3 separate regions of the Mus musculus genome follow, and regions 1 and 3 are each linked to region 2. A link is a contact called in public HiChIP or PLAC-seq data. All regions are on one chromosome and are shown on one strand. Each heading gives the region's core, a stretch centred on a gene start, on an enhancer-like site or on the middle of the called end of the contact. The rest is flanking DNA. Distances are from core to core; before and after follow the strand shown. Region 1 overlaps Gm11958 (predicted gene 11958). Region 2 has its middle 23 kb from the start of Hormad2. Region 3 holds the start of Lif (leukemia inhibitory factor).

Region 1 (5,029 bases), core at 1,260-3,759, 160 kb before region 2:
AAAGGCTGCCAAGTTGCATGGTGGTGGGAAGTCCCTGCTTGTTTTGGGATTCAGACTGGCATTTCTCTCTGAATTTCCCCATCAGGCCAGAGTAGGGCAGCTGAGCCCCCTGTGCGTCGGGTTCTGTGACCACAGGCAGGGAACAGGGCTAAGGGGAAAGGGCAGGGGCTTCTTTTCTAGTGTTCACAACTCCAGATGGCTTTTCTAGTGTTTCTCCAGACGCTGCTAACAAGGTCCATGCCAAGTTCCTCCTGCCTCTCCCTAGACTTGTCTGATGCCAAAGCATTTCTCAAAAGGGGGAAACACGGGCCTTCAGCCACTGTGTCCTCACGGGTTCACAGAGCCCCCAGCTTAGCCCCGCCCCCAGGTTGTCTTCCCAGGGACCACGGGGGATCCTGAGGTGTGGAAACAGGGTAGGTATGGAAGGCAATATGACCCTGGGATTCTGGTTCTCTGTTTTTATTGCCTACTCAAGGAAGACACGCAAGAGGCAGACACAAAGAGCCGGGAGACTCACACCTGTCCGTCCTCGGCAGGCTAGCGCTGAGGTTAAGAGACAAATAGCTGTGGGTTCAAATCCTCACCCTACTTTAGATGTGGGCCTTGTCTCTCATGTAAAGTGACTGTGACAACTGCCATCTCTGGAATTGTCTTAGTGTGCAGTATGGTGTCCCACACTCACGAAATTACGCTTATTTTGTCCTCCCAGATGAGGGCTGGTTTAGCTTTGCTGAACTTCCCATCTTCCAGATGGAGAAACTGAGACCCAGAGGCAGTTGGTGGGAAGAGAACTCAGCTGCTGTTTCCACATCTCAGCCACCTTCCGGGTCAGCTCCAGAAGGAAGAAGTCCCAGTGTCTGCTCTGGCCGCCTGGGGCAGCTCTCAGGGCTCCTGCCAAGAGCTGGTTTGGCAGCTGTTCTTCTCCTCTGTGCCCATCAGCATTGGTCCAGATGTTCCAGGCAGCAGCCTGGGAGCTCTGTCAGGTTTTGCTTGGGCTCTCCTTCCTCATAGCCTATCAATTCCCCGCCCCCCCTCAGGTCTCTAGAAATGTCTCTGTTAGCTGGGGAGAGGGCTGGGGTGGCTGGATAGCTTGTAACATGTCCCCTGGAATGGCTACAACACAAATTGGTTTGCCTTAGTGTTTTCTACTTAGATATCATTAGCTTCCAATCCCAACATGGCCAGTGCCCTGTAAACTGGGAGCCTGGAAATTCTGGTGACCTAAGGCAGCAAAACAGAACAAGTTCCCTCCCCGCGTGTGGAGCTTCACCGACTGACCCAGACTCTGGGAGGCAGGTGCCCTCGCCTCTTTTTCTGACCGAGAATCTGAGACTCAGCTGTTGTCTGTGTTTTCTCCACAATGGGTGGCTAGAGACCTGTTCTGTACCAGTGTCGGCTGACCTGTACAGTCTATGTGAGACAGACTGTCAGCTTTTTTTTTTTTAAGATTTATTTTATGTATGTGAGTACACTGTTGCTGTCTTCAGACTTCAGACACACCAGAAGAGGGTGCTGGATTCTATTGCAGATGGTTGTGAGCCACCATGTAGTTGCTGGGAATTGAACCCAGGTCCTCTGGAAGAGGAGTCAGTGCTCTTAACCACTGAGCCATCTCTCCAGCCTGACTGTCAGCTTTAAACAGAAGTTAGTCCTGTGCAAAGTCCTGGGCTCTGTGTGGTCATCAAAGGGTAGGTCATGTTGTTGTTTCACAGAGCCTCATAAGGCTCCTGGAGAGAAGAGCTACCAGGGATGTGTGAAAACCAGGGTACAGCTTGGTACGGTGCACATGGGACATACCAAGGGACTGTTTCATCTCTTGACAAATCCAACACAAACCCAGAAAGGCATCTGTGTTAGGAAGGATGGGTGTGCATGTGCGAGAGTGTGTTTTCATAAGTGTAAAGGTTCATGTGTGTTAAAGTGTGTGTGTGTGTGTATGTGTGTGTGTACACGTGTGCCTAAGAGTATGAGGGTAAATATTTGACAGGATCTTGTATAGCCTAGGCTACCCTTGGCTTTGGGATGACCTTGAACTTCCTATCCTCTGCCTCTGTCCTCTACCCCGTGGACTAGAGGCAAGTGCTACCGTGCCCAGATGTCTAGTTTGTGTTACACTGGAACTCCAATCTAGGGTTTTGTGTATGCCAGTGCATTCCCGTGGGAGGTGGGCCTCCAGCCCCAATTTTGGTTTTGTTTTGGTTTTTTTGCTTGTTTGTTTGTTTTGTCTTGTTTTACTGTGTAGCCCTGTCTGTCCGGAAACTATGTAGATCAGGCTAGCCTCGAAACTCTCAGAGATCCACCTGTCTCTGCCTCCCCAGTTCAGGGATTAAAGGTGTGCATCACCACGCCCTGCCCCCATAAATCTTTTAAAACACACTTATCTTTACAATCAATCAAGAGGCAGCAGGCAAGCATGCAGATGCAGATCCAGTCCTTAGTGGTAGCCACTCCCTCTTAGGCCCACAGCCTCATCAGGCCCAGCTTCCTGGGCCTGGTTGCTCTGGGCCCACAGCTGGCTCTGTACCTCAGGGAGTGGCCCTGTTCTATCCAGGGCAGATTAACTTCCCTGGGACCGGCTTTGTTTTGGCTCAAGAAGTAACAGCAGAGGCTGAGAGCTGAAAGCAGAGGCCTCTCCCTCCCACCCTGGGGCCTGGCTCTGTTGAAAACCTTTGATTTAGGCTTCTCAATTTGCTTTCCCTGGCTGGGTGTCCTGGGCAGAGGGGAAACACCTAGGACTTCAGCTATTTTGTCTGCTGCAATTTAGGAGAGGGATTTGATATCTAAGTGGAGGAGGTTCCAGCCGCAGCAACAGCAGCAGCGGCGGCGGGTCTAAGCTGTTTGTTTGTGGAGTACAGGGTGGGTGGGGTAAGGCTAGAACACTGTAATTGGAAGCAGGAGGCTAGAAGCTGACACTTCTGCAGATAAAAATTCTCTGCTGAGGGTCCGGCTTGTGTGATAGTGTGAGGGAGCCCGCTCTTGTGCGTGTGATCTGCCAAGGCAAGGCTGTGTTCGCTTAAATCTGGGTTTAAAACATTCTCCCTCTCTTCACCCTGGATTCTTTTTTCATTGACACATTTCTTCATTGACTCCTTAGGGATCATGAAGATCTTGCGTGTCAACTCTGAAGCCCTGCAGCACGTGCCTAGCCAGCTGCAAGACCTTTTCGGAGGAGCCACCAGCAGGCTTCCTGAAGGCCAGGCTGCAGCTCTCAGGTGTCTGCCATTGTCTCAGTCCCTGCCCCGGGTCTGCCACTTGGCACACAATAGGCCTTGTACATATTTGTCAGATGAGTGAAGAGTGAGGTCACTCACTACTGCTCCGGGTACACGGCCGAGCTAGACAGCCACAGTTCAGAGATCCTTTGAGTCTTTGAGCCAAAAGTATTTTGAGCCAATCCCAACTTCCCCCTGAATGCCATCCCCGGAACGATACTGAAGAGGTATACCAGGAAAGCCCTGTGATTATGTGAAGGTGGACATTATGTGTCTCCACAGGCCTGCAGCCAAGCTGAAAACAGTTCTCATGACTATGTCTCATCCCGGAAAGAAGATCCTTCATGGCATGGTCGCTTTCATCTCATCATGAGCTGAGTGTCCAATACTTACTGAGATGTGGTCCCCACGTTAAAGAACTTTAGAAATTGTAAGGCCGCGTGCACCCCTGCCCATACCTTGATGTTCCAACCCCCTTGGGTACCAAGAAGGACAGGAAGATAGAGAAAATGATGGTGACGTGGGAGGAGGAAGGAGCCCCTCACCCAGGCTTAAGCTCCTCACCAACTAAGGATCAAGAACTCCAGCACCATTAGCAACATTTGCTTAAGGTCATTCCCCCTTCCCAGCTAGAAGCCTACAATTTTCTAGGACTCTAACCAGAAGCCTCATTTACAGTAAAAGACACATTCTAAATCCCTTGTGCAACTCCAGTGGCTTCTGGTTTTTACCTTATCAGATTATAATCCCACCCTATAATCCATTTACCAAAAAGAAAAAAGAAAAAAGAAAAAAAAAGGCTTCTTAGCAACCTTTGAGATGTACTGAGAACCGCCGAAAGCGTCTGCACAGCAAATGCTGGCGCTTGACTTGACCCTTTCTTAAGCCCACACCACACTCTTTAGTGTGCCTTATTCTTTCCTTAAATAAAACCTTCCTCTTTGTTTTTAATAAACCCAACCACGCCTCCTGAGAGAATGAAAGGACTCCTTAGGCATGGAAGCGTCGGTGTGCCTCTGTCCCAGCAATCGTTGACAGTACCTGAGATTATGACCTTGTTTGCTAGTTTTTGGAGAGTCAAGCCAAGATGAGGCCATAAAAGGCCAAGCCTGGCAGTCTTCTGAGGGAGAGATTTGGAGATTGACACATGGGAAGAAAGCCACGTGAAGAGAGAGGCAGGAATTGGATCATCACAGCCATGAGAGATGGCATGATTGCCAAGCCCCTGGGAGCCCAGAGGGAGGCATGGGATAGCCCTGTGCGCAGAGCTTTCAGGAGGAATTAATCACTGACATGTTGACTTCTGGCCTCCAGAACACAGAGAGAATATACATTGGTTGGATTTGCATTTCTGGTTTTTTGAGAAGGCTCATGTATGTTCCCCCCACTGGGCTTGAACCGACAATCCTGCTTTAGCCTGGTGAGTGCTGGGGCTACAGGAGTCTGTGACCGCAGTTGACCTCCTTATGACCTCTTTAGATCACCTTGTTTGTGGTATTTTATTACAGTAGTCCTGGGACATTAATACTTTGAACCGTTACCTGCCTTTACTTTTATATCATTCTTCGCAACCATGTGGTTGCTTTTGAAACCCAAAGGCTACTAAGCTAGTAAAAAGGCTTGTTATTGGATGTAAGATAAATACAAGAGAAACAAGTCGAGGCATTCAACTGTCCCCACGGGCTACTGCAACTATAAATTAACATTCAGATAACAACAGTATTCGAGGCCATGACACCTAGCAACAACCTCGTGTGGGCTCTGATGAAGAGTGATAGGCAGAGGGAGGGAGGAGAAGCTGTACTCAGGATACCTTA
Region 2 (4,928 bases), core at 1,602-4,101:
AGGAAGGAGGGGACAGCTTTTGCCATGCAGTTTAGGGATTACTTTTTAAACAGTTATAAAGCTTACAAAGTATACAAAGTTTACAAAGGGGAGTCCTCCCCCGCTGCTTGAGTTGGGATGAGTATTCTAGGCCTTAGAATACTGAATGCTACTGACCCGCGTAAATCCTAAGGGATGAGGAGTCTTATGCTCACCTTGAGATGATGGCGCCCACACTGAGGGTGAGGAATTAAAGCCCAGAAGGGCTATGTCTCCAAAACCAACTAGTTAGCAGCACTGTCTAACTAAAACTCAGTGCGGTGTTCTTAACTCTGCTCCTTTGCATACCTCAACAGCCATTCTCATTCTAACTCACTGAGTGAGGAACTCAAGTGTCTGAATAGCCTGTGTTCCTTTACAGAAGCCCCTAAAAGGACACCCCTCCCTGGACCTTCCATTTCTGGCTTGCTTTCCTCCCCATCTCCAATGCTGGCCTAATGAGTCCTGGCATATCGCACCTCTCTGACCCTGGCCCCTCTACACATCATCTATGTTAAGGACACAGTGAGGTTGGTCAAGACAGTTTCCCATCTCTGACTGCTCACTGTAATCATCTCTGCAGTCCCATTTGAGTTAGAAAACAGCATATTCAAAGGGTTTGAAGGATTAGGAACTGTTCACCATTGGAAGGCCATTATTCTAACTTCATCAGGTAGAACCTGACCTGTATTAGGATGGCCACAGGGGGCTGAAAACTGCCACCAAGTACTGTCTTCATGGGAACTGGCTGGAGCACCACGGAAAACAGGGGTGAGCACTCCTATTCACACTGTGTCTTCTAGTGCTCCCTAGTCTGTCTAGTGCTCCCTGTTTTTCTTCCTGATTAGGAAGCCAGCCCAACAGAGAGTTTTGCGTGGCAGAACAGAGTTTAGAATGGGAGGTCTGAAGGAATGATACAGCTTTGTAAGCAACAAAGACAGCGGTTTTTAGTGCATGAAGATGCTCCTCCTCTTACGGTGGGGCTGTGTCTCAGCAAACCTATTTTATGCATGGTTGCTTTCTCTCACAAAGGTAAAGATGCCTGGGACCTAGGTAAAATACCTCGGAGTGGCTGAGATGAGCATTCTGTACATCACTAGCCCATAGTAACATTCAGAAGAGAGCAGTTGTTACTCAGTGGGCATCATTTTCACACCGTCATCCTAAAGCTGAAAATGTCAAACCAATGTAAGCTGGGATGGTCTGTGTGTTTAACTGGAAGTTTATAATTCAGCCTGGTAGTGGTAGCACCCGGTGTAGGATAAAAAGACCAAGGAAAGAACACACTGACCTAGACTTGACCCCAAGACCAGGGCTAAGAAACAGAATTCTACCAACCCCTGAGCTTGTCACAGAAACCCACCAATCCCTGAACTCAAAACCCGACTAATTCTAAGCTCACCCAACTCAGGACTTGAAATTCCACCAATCCTCACCCTGGAAAGCTCCACCCCCCACTCCCACCCCCACCCCCAAGAAATCTCACATAAACCTTTCTCTTTGCTCAGCTCCCTGCTGCTTCTCACAAGAACAGAGGCAGCCGCCCTCCTGGGTTTTCCCCTCCCAGTAAGTCTCTTGTGTGAGGTTTGTTGTGTGGTGTGACTTTGTGGTAGTCCTTGGCTCCTGACTGCCAGGATAGCTCTCTGAGTAAAGTGGCAACACTTGAGCAGAGCTTTTGCTGTGCTGCAGCTGAAGCAAAGCTGTGACACTTCTGTAGGGGAAGCCTTTCCCTGCAGAGCTGCAACACGCACATCTAGCATTCAGGAGGCAGAGGCAAGCCTATCTCTGAGTTCAAGGCCAACCCAGTCTACAGAGCAAGTTCCAGGAAAGTCAGAGCTCAAGAAGAAACAAAACAAAACAAAACAAAACAAAACAAAACAAAACAAAACGCCAACAACAAAAACAAAGGAAGGAAGAAATTCATAACTCCAACATGCAGTTATTTTTAAAAACTATAAGAAAAAGTAATCCCAGCTGACTATAGTGGCACACGCCTGCAGTCTCAGCGACTCAAGAAACTAAAGCAGGGAGATTACAGGTTCGAGTCTAGCCTGGGCAACTTAGTGAGACCTGATTTAATATGAAAAAAGAGAGGTGTGTGTGCTGGAGATGCAGTTCAGTGGGAGAGAGCTTGCCTAGCACATGGGAAGCCCTGGGTGTGCCACCCACAGGGTGTGAACAGTAAGCCAGCCCCAGGAACACTCCGCACTGCATAGATCTGCATGTACCATTGTGGCACAGCAGGTCTGTTGACAGCAGCACCAGCCCAAACAGTTGACTAATGCATTGTACAGTGATGGTATGATGACCATGATATAATTAGGCAATAGGAAAATTTCAGTTCCATCCTAATTCCCTGGGACCACTGACACACTCTGTCTGCCATTGCCCAGGATGTCCTTATGCCACACATGACTGCATACAGTGATGAGGGTGGGGTCCCTATAGAGGAGAAAGCACAGATTTCTTAAAAACCAAAATGATGACATTACCAATAAGAAAACCCATGAAGATGGTTTTTATGGGCAGAGGGGTTCACCAAAAGCATGCTGTCTTAGTCAGGGTTTCTATTGCTGGGAAGAGACACCATGACCGCAGCAACTCTTATAAAGGAAAACCTTTAATTGGGGCCAGCTTACAGTTTCAGAGGGGTTAGTCCTTATTGTCATGTGGGAAACATGGCAGGATGAAGGCAGACATGATGCTGGAGAGATAGTTGAGTTCTATGTCTGGATCGGCAGACAGCAGGAGGAGAATGAGACACTGGGCCTGGCCTGGGCCTCTGGAACCTCAAAGCCCACCCCTCAGTGGCCACACCCACCCCAAACAAGGCCACACCCACTCCAACAAGGCTTTGTCTCCTAATCCTGTCAAATAGTGCCACTCCCTCTGAGCCTATCAGCACCATTTTCATTCAAACCACCACAAAAGCCAATGTCAAAAATGGACTCATTTGAGCAACAAAAATGAAGTAGGATGTAAATTTGTTCTTAGAATTAGAAAAGATGGTATGACACAGGGCTATTAAGGAGATGATTATATGTAAAGACAGGATCATCCATCTCTGAAAGACTGGCAGTGTCAGCGCATCAGTCCTGAATGGCAACCCAGGTATGAAGTAAACACCACAGGCATCTATTTTGACTTTAATAAATGACTGTGTAAATCAACAGAGGAAGCAGCAAATCCCCTGTGCAGAGGCACTCCAGACAGACACATCGGTTTTTCTTAGGGCATGGAGACTTTTCTCTGTGACTCCTGCATTAGGGAGGCAGTGATGCCGGATCAGGTGTTCAAGGTCATCTTGAGCTACAGAGTGAGTTTGAGGCTACTCTGGCCTGGGTGAGACCTCCATCACTAAGTATGGGCTTCCAAAGGGAGCGGTGTGAGCTGGGAGTATGGTTGGGGGTGCAATACTTGCTGAGCATGCTCAGTCAAGGCCATGAGTTTGGTTCCTACCCCTGCCCCCAGGACTGCAGGAAATTATTCACAGTTCAAAGCTTCTTTTTTTAGGTGCTGGGGCTTGATCTGAGCACCTTGCAGATGTACTAGCACTAAGCCAAGCCAAGCCTAGAAAGTTCAGAGAGACATTAAGTCACCAGAAAGTTTTCTTCTTTTACAAAAATATATGTGCATTTGAAAAAAATTAAAATGTGACTATTGCTTAGTCCAGAAACACTGTTTTTCATAACTTCCGATTAAAAGAGTCCTGAAGCATACAAAAGAATGTTAGAGCATAGGACAGCAATGGGTCCTCTGTGTACAGGGTGAGTGCTGTCCAGCGAGGGGCATCTCCTGATGATCCATGCATGCCCTTCCTGGGGTGTGCACAGGATTTGTGGATGCTTTACCAGGCAGCTGCGTTACACAGGCCAGCAGAGACTGGACAGGCTTGGTTTGATTTGGTTTGTATTTTTGTCTCTCTCAGGGCTGGGGTCTTATGTATGATAGACAAGAACTCTACCACTGCTGGATAGTGATGGCACACACCTTTAATCCCAGCACTTGGGAGGCAGAGGCAGGTGGATTTCTGAGTTTGAGGCCAGCCTGGTCTACAGAGTGAGTTCCAGGACAACCAGGGCTACACAGAGAAACCCTATCTTGAAACACCACCTCCCACCTACCCCCCCCAAAAAACTCTACCACTGAGACACAAGCTGCCCAGTCTGGTTGGCAGTTTTAATATTTTATTTATTTTGAGATAAATAAAGGCTCACTGTGTCACCTTGTCTGTTCTGGAACTTTCTTTGAAGATTTGGCCGGTCTTGAACTCACAGAGATCCAATAGCTTCTGCCTCGCAAGTGCTGGAATTAAATGTGTGTACCACCACACCCAGTTAGTTTGTAATTTAAGTGGAAAATAAAATACATGCTTTCCATAAATGAAACAAGAAAACACCCCACCCTGCCACACCACAAAAGCAGCCATCCTGAGCTGGCCTCGCCTAACCCACTGAACCCTTAAAAGCCCTGGCACAGAGAAGGCTTTGGTTTCTAAAAGGATTTTAGGAGAGGTGATTTTGCCTTGGGGGAGATCCCTTCATACCGTCTCTGAAGCAAAAGGACCACACTGCAAAGAAAATAACCACCCACAGGACTAGGAGGTCCCTGACCTCAGGGGCGGGGAGCCTAGTAACACCCCAATATCAGCTCCTCTGGTAGAAAACCCTGTTCTAAATTTCCAAACTGTGGTAGCCTCAGAGTAGCGAAGGTCAAAGGTGAACAAATGCATGCTGTTGCTGCTGAGCGGATGGGAACGGTGTTTCTAGGTCACGGGATCCTGTACAGTGAATGGGGACAAGGGTTACAACATGAACCTGTGTGCCATCCTGGGTGGAAGGAGGCACTCCAGGGAGACACTGTGCCCTCCCTCTGGCTGCCAGACTCTTAAAACAATGGATCCCAGGGAG
Region 3 (4,803 bases), core at 1,114-3,613, 210 kb before region 2:
GGCTTTTTTTGTTTTTGTTTTTTTTTAATTTATTTTTATTTTTAATTTTAATTTTTTTAAAGGATTTATGGGGCTGGAGAGATGGCTCAGTGGTTAAGAGCATTGACTGCTCCTCAGAGGTCCTGAGTTCAATTCCCAGCAACCTCATAGTGGCTCACAACCATTTGTAATGGGATCTGATGCTCTCTTCTGGTGTGTCTGAAGATAGCAACAGTGTACTCACAAACATTTATTAAATAATAATTCCTTTAAAAAAGAAGAAAGACTTATTTGGTACCACCATTAACCCCAGCACTTGGGAGGCAGAGGCAGGAGGATCTCTGTGAGTTTGAGGCCAGCCTGGTCTACAGAGCGAGTTCCAGGACAGCAGTGCATTTAAACCCTGCATTAAATTAAACCCTGCATTTAAAAAATGATTTTATGTTTATTTTAAAATTATGTGTATATGTGCGTGTGAGTATGGGTGCCTGTAGAGGCCTCTGGAGCGGGGGTCACAGGCAGTTGTGAGTCACCTGACATAAATTTTGGGAAACAAATTTGAATCGTCTGTCAAAGTGCTCCCGTACTTCAACCACCGAGCCCTCTCTCCAGTCCCTCCAACTCATCATTTCTTCTTTAGATGTATTTATCTTATGCATATTGTGTTTTCTCTGCGTGTCTATCTGTGCAACTGATGCCCCCAAAGGTTGGAAGAGGATGTGGCATCCTTTGGAACTGTAAGTCAGCTTGTGGGTACTGGGACTGAACCTGGATCCTCTACAGGAGCAGCAAATATCTTAACCACTGCGCCATCTCCCCAGCCGCATCCACCTTATTTTTCTGGACACAGTATCTCATTGAATCTAGACACTGACATTTGCCCAGGCTGCTTGGCCAGCATGCATCTGAGATCTCTCAGTCTCTGCCTCCCAGTCCTGGGGGTCAGAGGCTGCTGCCATGTAGAGATTCAAGCTCAGGGGGTTAGGCTTGCATATCAAGCACTTTACCCACAGAGCCATCTGCTAACCGCTGTCCCAGGTTGTTGTTGTTGTTATTACTGTTTTCTGAGACAGAGTTTCTCCTCTGGCTGTCCTGGAACTCACTCTGTAGACCAGGCTGGCCTTGAACACAGAGATCCACCTACCTGCCTCTGCTTCCTGAGTGCTGGGATTAAAGGTGTGCGCCACCGCCCAGCCCCAGTTTTAAAATGACTTTATGTGTGCAGTGTTTCACCTGGTCCTGGTGTCCTGGGCCCTACAGAGGTTAAAGGGGAGTACTGTTCACCAAGACATTTCTGCACTCCACCCCTTCATCCCAACTTTAGCGTGATTATTTTTCTCTTCAGTGAGAGACGAAGACCTTACAGGTGAAAAGATTGTGACCTCTGCCCTTATCTTACTCATAGGCCAAGCCTCAGTTTTGCCTCTGCACTGTGTGTTGTTGGAGCCCACTTCCCTAAAACAGGGTTTCCTGGGAAAAGTGTAGGACTAATATTGCTCTAGGCAGGTTTGAAAACTGTCAACAGTCCCTCCTTCTCTCCCTCTCTTTATACTTTACTCTCCTCCCCCCTTTCCCTTCCCTCCCTCCCTCCCTTCCTCCCTTCCTCCCTCTCTCCTTCTCTCAGTCCCTTCCTTAATCCCTTCTTGATTGCTTTTTTTTCTTTTTTCTTTTCTGTATCTCTCCTCTCTTAGTCCCTGTCCCCAACCATCTTCTGGCCGTCCATGGCAAGCCTGCCCAGGCAGTCTACAGAACTCCTTGTAGCACCAAGAAAAAGGTCACAGTCCACAGAGAATCAAGAGGCCCTCAGCAGCACAGGCAACAAAGTTCCTTGCTTCCCGGAGTATTCCCAAGGGCAGGGCTTGTCCAGGGAGGGACGAAGGTCCCACAGCAGGTGGGGCCCTGAAGCCTGGGGCTGATTGCAGATCAGAAGGGCCAGGTAGCTCCCCGGGTTATGAGGTGGGGGCTGGGACAGGGGCAGCTATAGGCCTGTGGCTCTTGGGACAGAGACAGAGGATGGTAGCTGTGCACACAGCCTGTGGCAGGTCTGAGTCAAAACACCTAAGGTTGACCCCAGCTGGTCATGAGGAGAGCTGCCCAGTCATTGCCTTATGCTGGCTTGGGTCACCCAGACAGGCTAGGCGCGGCCCAGTCAGCTGTGACTCAGGCCATAGTGGCTTTGCCACGCAGCCCAGGGGCATCAAGTACAGGGACGCCCCCTCCCCACACCCAGCCCTGCTTCTCCTTCTAACAACACCTTTCCCACCACCGTGTCAGGCTCCATCTGTGGTGTGGGTGCTCTACCTCTCTGGTCCTCAGCTTGGGGGTGGGGTGGAAGTGGGGGGAGCCTCAGGCCACCAACTTCAGACGGAAGTCAGGTGGGGGGCAGGGTGAGGAGCCAACGCCAGAGGAGCCTCAGGAGGAGAGGGAAGCAGAGGGGCCCAACAACGATGGTGTCACCCTGAAGACTGGACAACTGTGCAGACTGTGGAGGGCTGCGAGACCACGGTAGGATTCCCTTGAGGGGGCAGGGCGGAGGGGCACTGCTGCACCCCACACTTATCCCCAGGAGGGTAGATGGTCCATCAGTTGCTCCCCTGTGGATCAGGGGCACCTGCTGGCCCACACAACCCTCCAGCATTCGCTCTCCCTGTCTGTAATGGATGCATTGTAAGTCAGGCTTGGAAGTCTCTCTTGGAGGATGGCCAAGCAAAGCTGGAGAGACCAGCTGTGGAAGTGTCCCGTGGGTTAAAGTTCACAGGATGGGTAAAGGGCAGTGGAGAGAGCACATGGATTCCAGGCTTGCATTGTGCCATCGTGGTAGGGTCAGCCTGATTCTAAAGGCAGTCATGATTTCTGCATCCCCAGGGGACTCAAATCCCTTTTCTTTTTCTAGAGTTCTGAGCTTGCAGAGGCCTCATTTACCCTCCGGTAGATGGAGCAGTGGAGGGCCGTCCCTGTCCATTCAAAATGGGCTGCAGCAGTCCACGGGGACCATCATGGGTGCTCTGGGGAACTTGATCAGCCAAGGTCATTACTCCTCTGCCTTTGACCTTGGGCCAGATCGGAGCTTGGCCGGTCTTCGTCCCCCCCGCATCCGAGCTCCAGGACAGTGACAAAGAGAGAAAAACAAAAACCAAGTCTGTGCAAGAGCCCCCTGCGTTGGGTGCTTGGCATCCAAAATTCCAAGAGGCTCTTACCTCTAATTTGTCAGTGTTCCTCCAAACCTGCTAGGGGGCTGACAAAAGGAGGGGACATTGTTCCCAGGATCCTGTCCATGTCATGCCATGCCGGGACAGGACAGTAAGGGGAGCCTGGGACTAGTCTGTACAACCAAGTGGTTTAGTTTGCTTTGATTCTTGCCTCTTGCTGTGTGAATTTGGGCAGTTCATTTTCCTTCTCTGGGTCACCGTGGCCCCCTGCGAAGTTGACAGTCTGATCCCCACCTGGAAGAACTGTCAGGACAAGGTGGGAGCAGGTAGCAGGACCAGGAAAAGGCCACTGCCCCCTCCCCCAGAGCCATGGCAAGGCTGTGCCCCATTGACCACTGAATGTGGTTCTGGCACCTCCTTGTGGCCAGTCTTTTGGGCTACACCTTGCAGATATTAGGACAAAGCTCTGGAAGCCCCCAAGAGGAGCCTTCTTCCCTTGTGTTGGTGAATGGCCTCTGCCCACCCCCATCCTGCACCCCAGACACCCACTCACTTCCTCAAATCCAGTTATCCAGCCCCACCCACCTACTGGTACGGACTGAACAGGCGAGCTGGCGAGCCGACTGTACTTGCTGATTCTGGGCAGCAGGTGGCGCTGCTGACCAGGGCTTGGAGCTGCTAAGCGTTTACAGGGCAAAGAACCCTAAGTTCAGGTTTCAAGGTTATAGAGGGAGCCCATCCACACCCCCGGCGTCAATGACTGGATCTAATCAAGGCAGTAGGATCTCAGGGAGCGAGTCCTCTCTGGAATCTTCACAAGCAAACTAGTTTGGAAGTCTTGGAACCCAGGACAAGCACCAGGGCATATATTATCAAGGATGGCCCACTGACTTGTTGTGTGGCTTTGGCAAAGTGGCATGCTTTCTCTGGGTCTCACCTTTGCAGCTGTACCAGATAAAGATGTCTATAATAAAGGTGTATCTTGTGGCTTTGCCAACTTAAGATTGACGATCCTGTTATCAATTTTGCACACGTCGTAGCTGAGGTTTAAATGATGACGCCACCTGCCTGAGGTGGCGCACCTTGTAAATGACAACTAAATCTGAGTCTAAGGTCTGACAGACTCCAGGGTCCACGGCCCCTCTGTTCCAGCTAACAGAGTCGCACCCTGCTTGGAAAGACAGGCAAGGACTCTGTGTGGTGGTGGGGGGTGCTAAGATGACTGTTACAGAGAACCATCTTCCCTCTAAGATAGTCTTCCCTCTCAGCCTGCAGGTCCAAGTCTTCGCAGAGGAGATGCCACAGCTGAGGGGTGACATGAGGGTTGGGCACAGGTCTCACCTGGAAAGGCAGGGAACAGAAGCAGGATCCAGGGGTCAGGTGGGGTGAGGTTAGCTGGGCAGGAGATCAGAGTGGATTTTGTCACGGAGCCCTGTGGCTGATAAGCACTGGCTACCTGGAGCACTTAGGCAGCGAGGGTTGCTCCCCTGGGATGACTGGCCCCAGAGCTCCTGACAGATCTTGCTGCCCTGAGCATCTCCTAGCTGTCCCAACTACCCGTTAGATGTCCCTGGCCTTACTTCAGAGAGGGCGGGCTAGGGTGGGAACGCGGGGTTTTGCATCTTCGGTGACCCTGGACAATTCAACTCCTGAGCTTCAGTTTCCAAGTGTGACA

Evidence for each region. HiChIP or PLAC-seq counts read pairs in DNA pulled down with a chosen protein or histone mark.
Region 1: a contact with region 2 is called in an H3K4me3 HiChIP or PLAC-seq map of embryonic stem cells, with 3 times the contacts expected there. The contact joins two enhancer-like sites. A contact is called at or near these places in 1 of 484 Hi-C or Micro-C datasets (bone marrow-derived macrophages) and 3 of 115 datasets of contacts at active chromatin or transcription factors (embryonic stem cells and extraembryonic endoderm stem cells).
Region 3: a contact with region 2 is called in an H3K27ac HiChIP or PLAC-seq map of embryonic stem cells, with 2.9 times the contacts expected there. The contact joins the promoter of Lif here to the enhancer-like site in region 2. A contact is called at or near these places in 8 of 39 promoter capture datasets (the C10 cell line, the HPC-7 cell line, cranial neural crest and 5 more), 8 of 15 datasets of contacts at CTCF or cohesin (CD8 T cells, the G1E-ER4 cell line, embryonic stem cells and 4 more), 72 of 484 Hi-C or Micro-C datasets (the AML12 cell line, B cells, B-cell progenitors and 40 more), 22 of 115 datasets of contacts at active chromatin or transcription factors (the 230-238 cell line, the HPC-7 cell line, Th17 cells and 11 more) and 4 of 9 other capture datasets (adipose tissue, liver, macrophages and 1 more).

The regions. Positions count from the first base shown.
Region 1 is chr11:4,299,977-4,305,005 of GRCm38.p6, forward strand. It overlaps Gm11958 (predicted gene 11958), which reads left to right. Exons shown (of 4, transcript NR_166831.1): 3 at 3,095-3,212; 4 at 3,495-4,172. Among named protein-coding and RNA genes, the nearest start is that of Gm11958, 17 kb to the left of the region's middle. Within about 2 kb of position 2,510, at least 121 of the 459 cell types and tissues checked have an H3K27ac peak or open chromatin away from gene starts, as enhancers often do. A contact at or near this core is called in embryonic stem cells, where this site is marked.
Region 2 is chr11:4,461,525-4,466,452 of GRCm38.p6, forward strand. No RefSeq gene overlaps it. Among named protein-coding and RNA genes, the nearest start is that of Hormad2, 23 kb to the left of the region's middle. Within about 2 kb of position 2,852, at least 5 of the 459 cell types and tissues checked have an H3K27ac peak or open chromatin away from gene starts, as enhancers often do. A contact at or near this core is called in embryonic stem cells and regulatory T cells, where this site is marked.
Region 3 is chr11:4,255,205-4,260,007 of GRCm38.p6, forward strand. Lif (leukemia inhibitory factor) reads left to right here and starts at 2,364. Exons shown (of 4, transcript NM_008501.2): 1 at 2,364-2,484.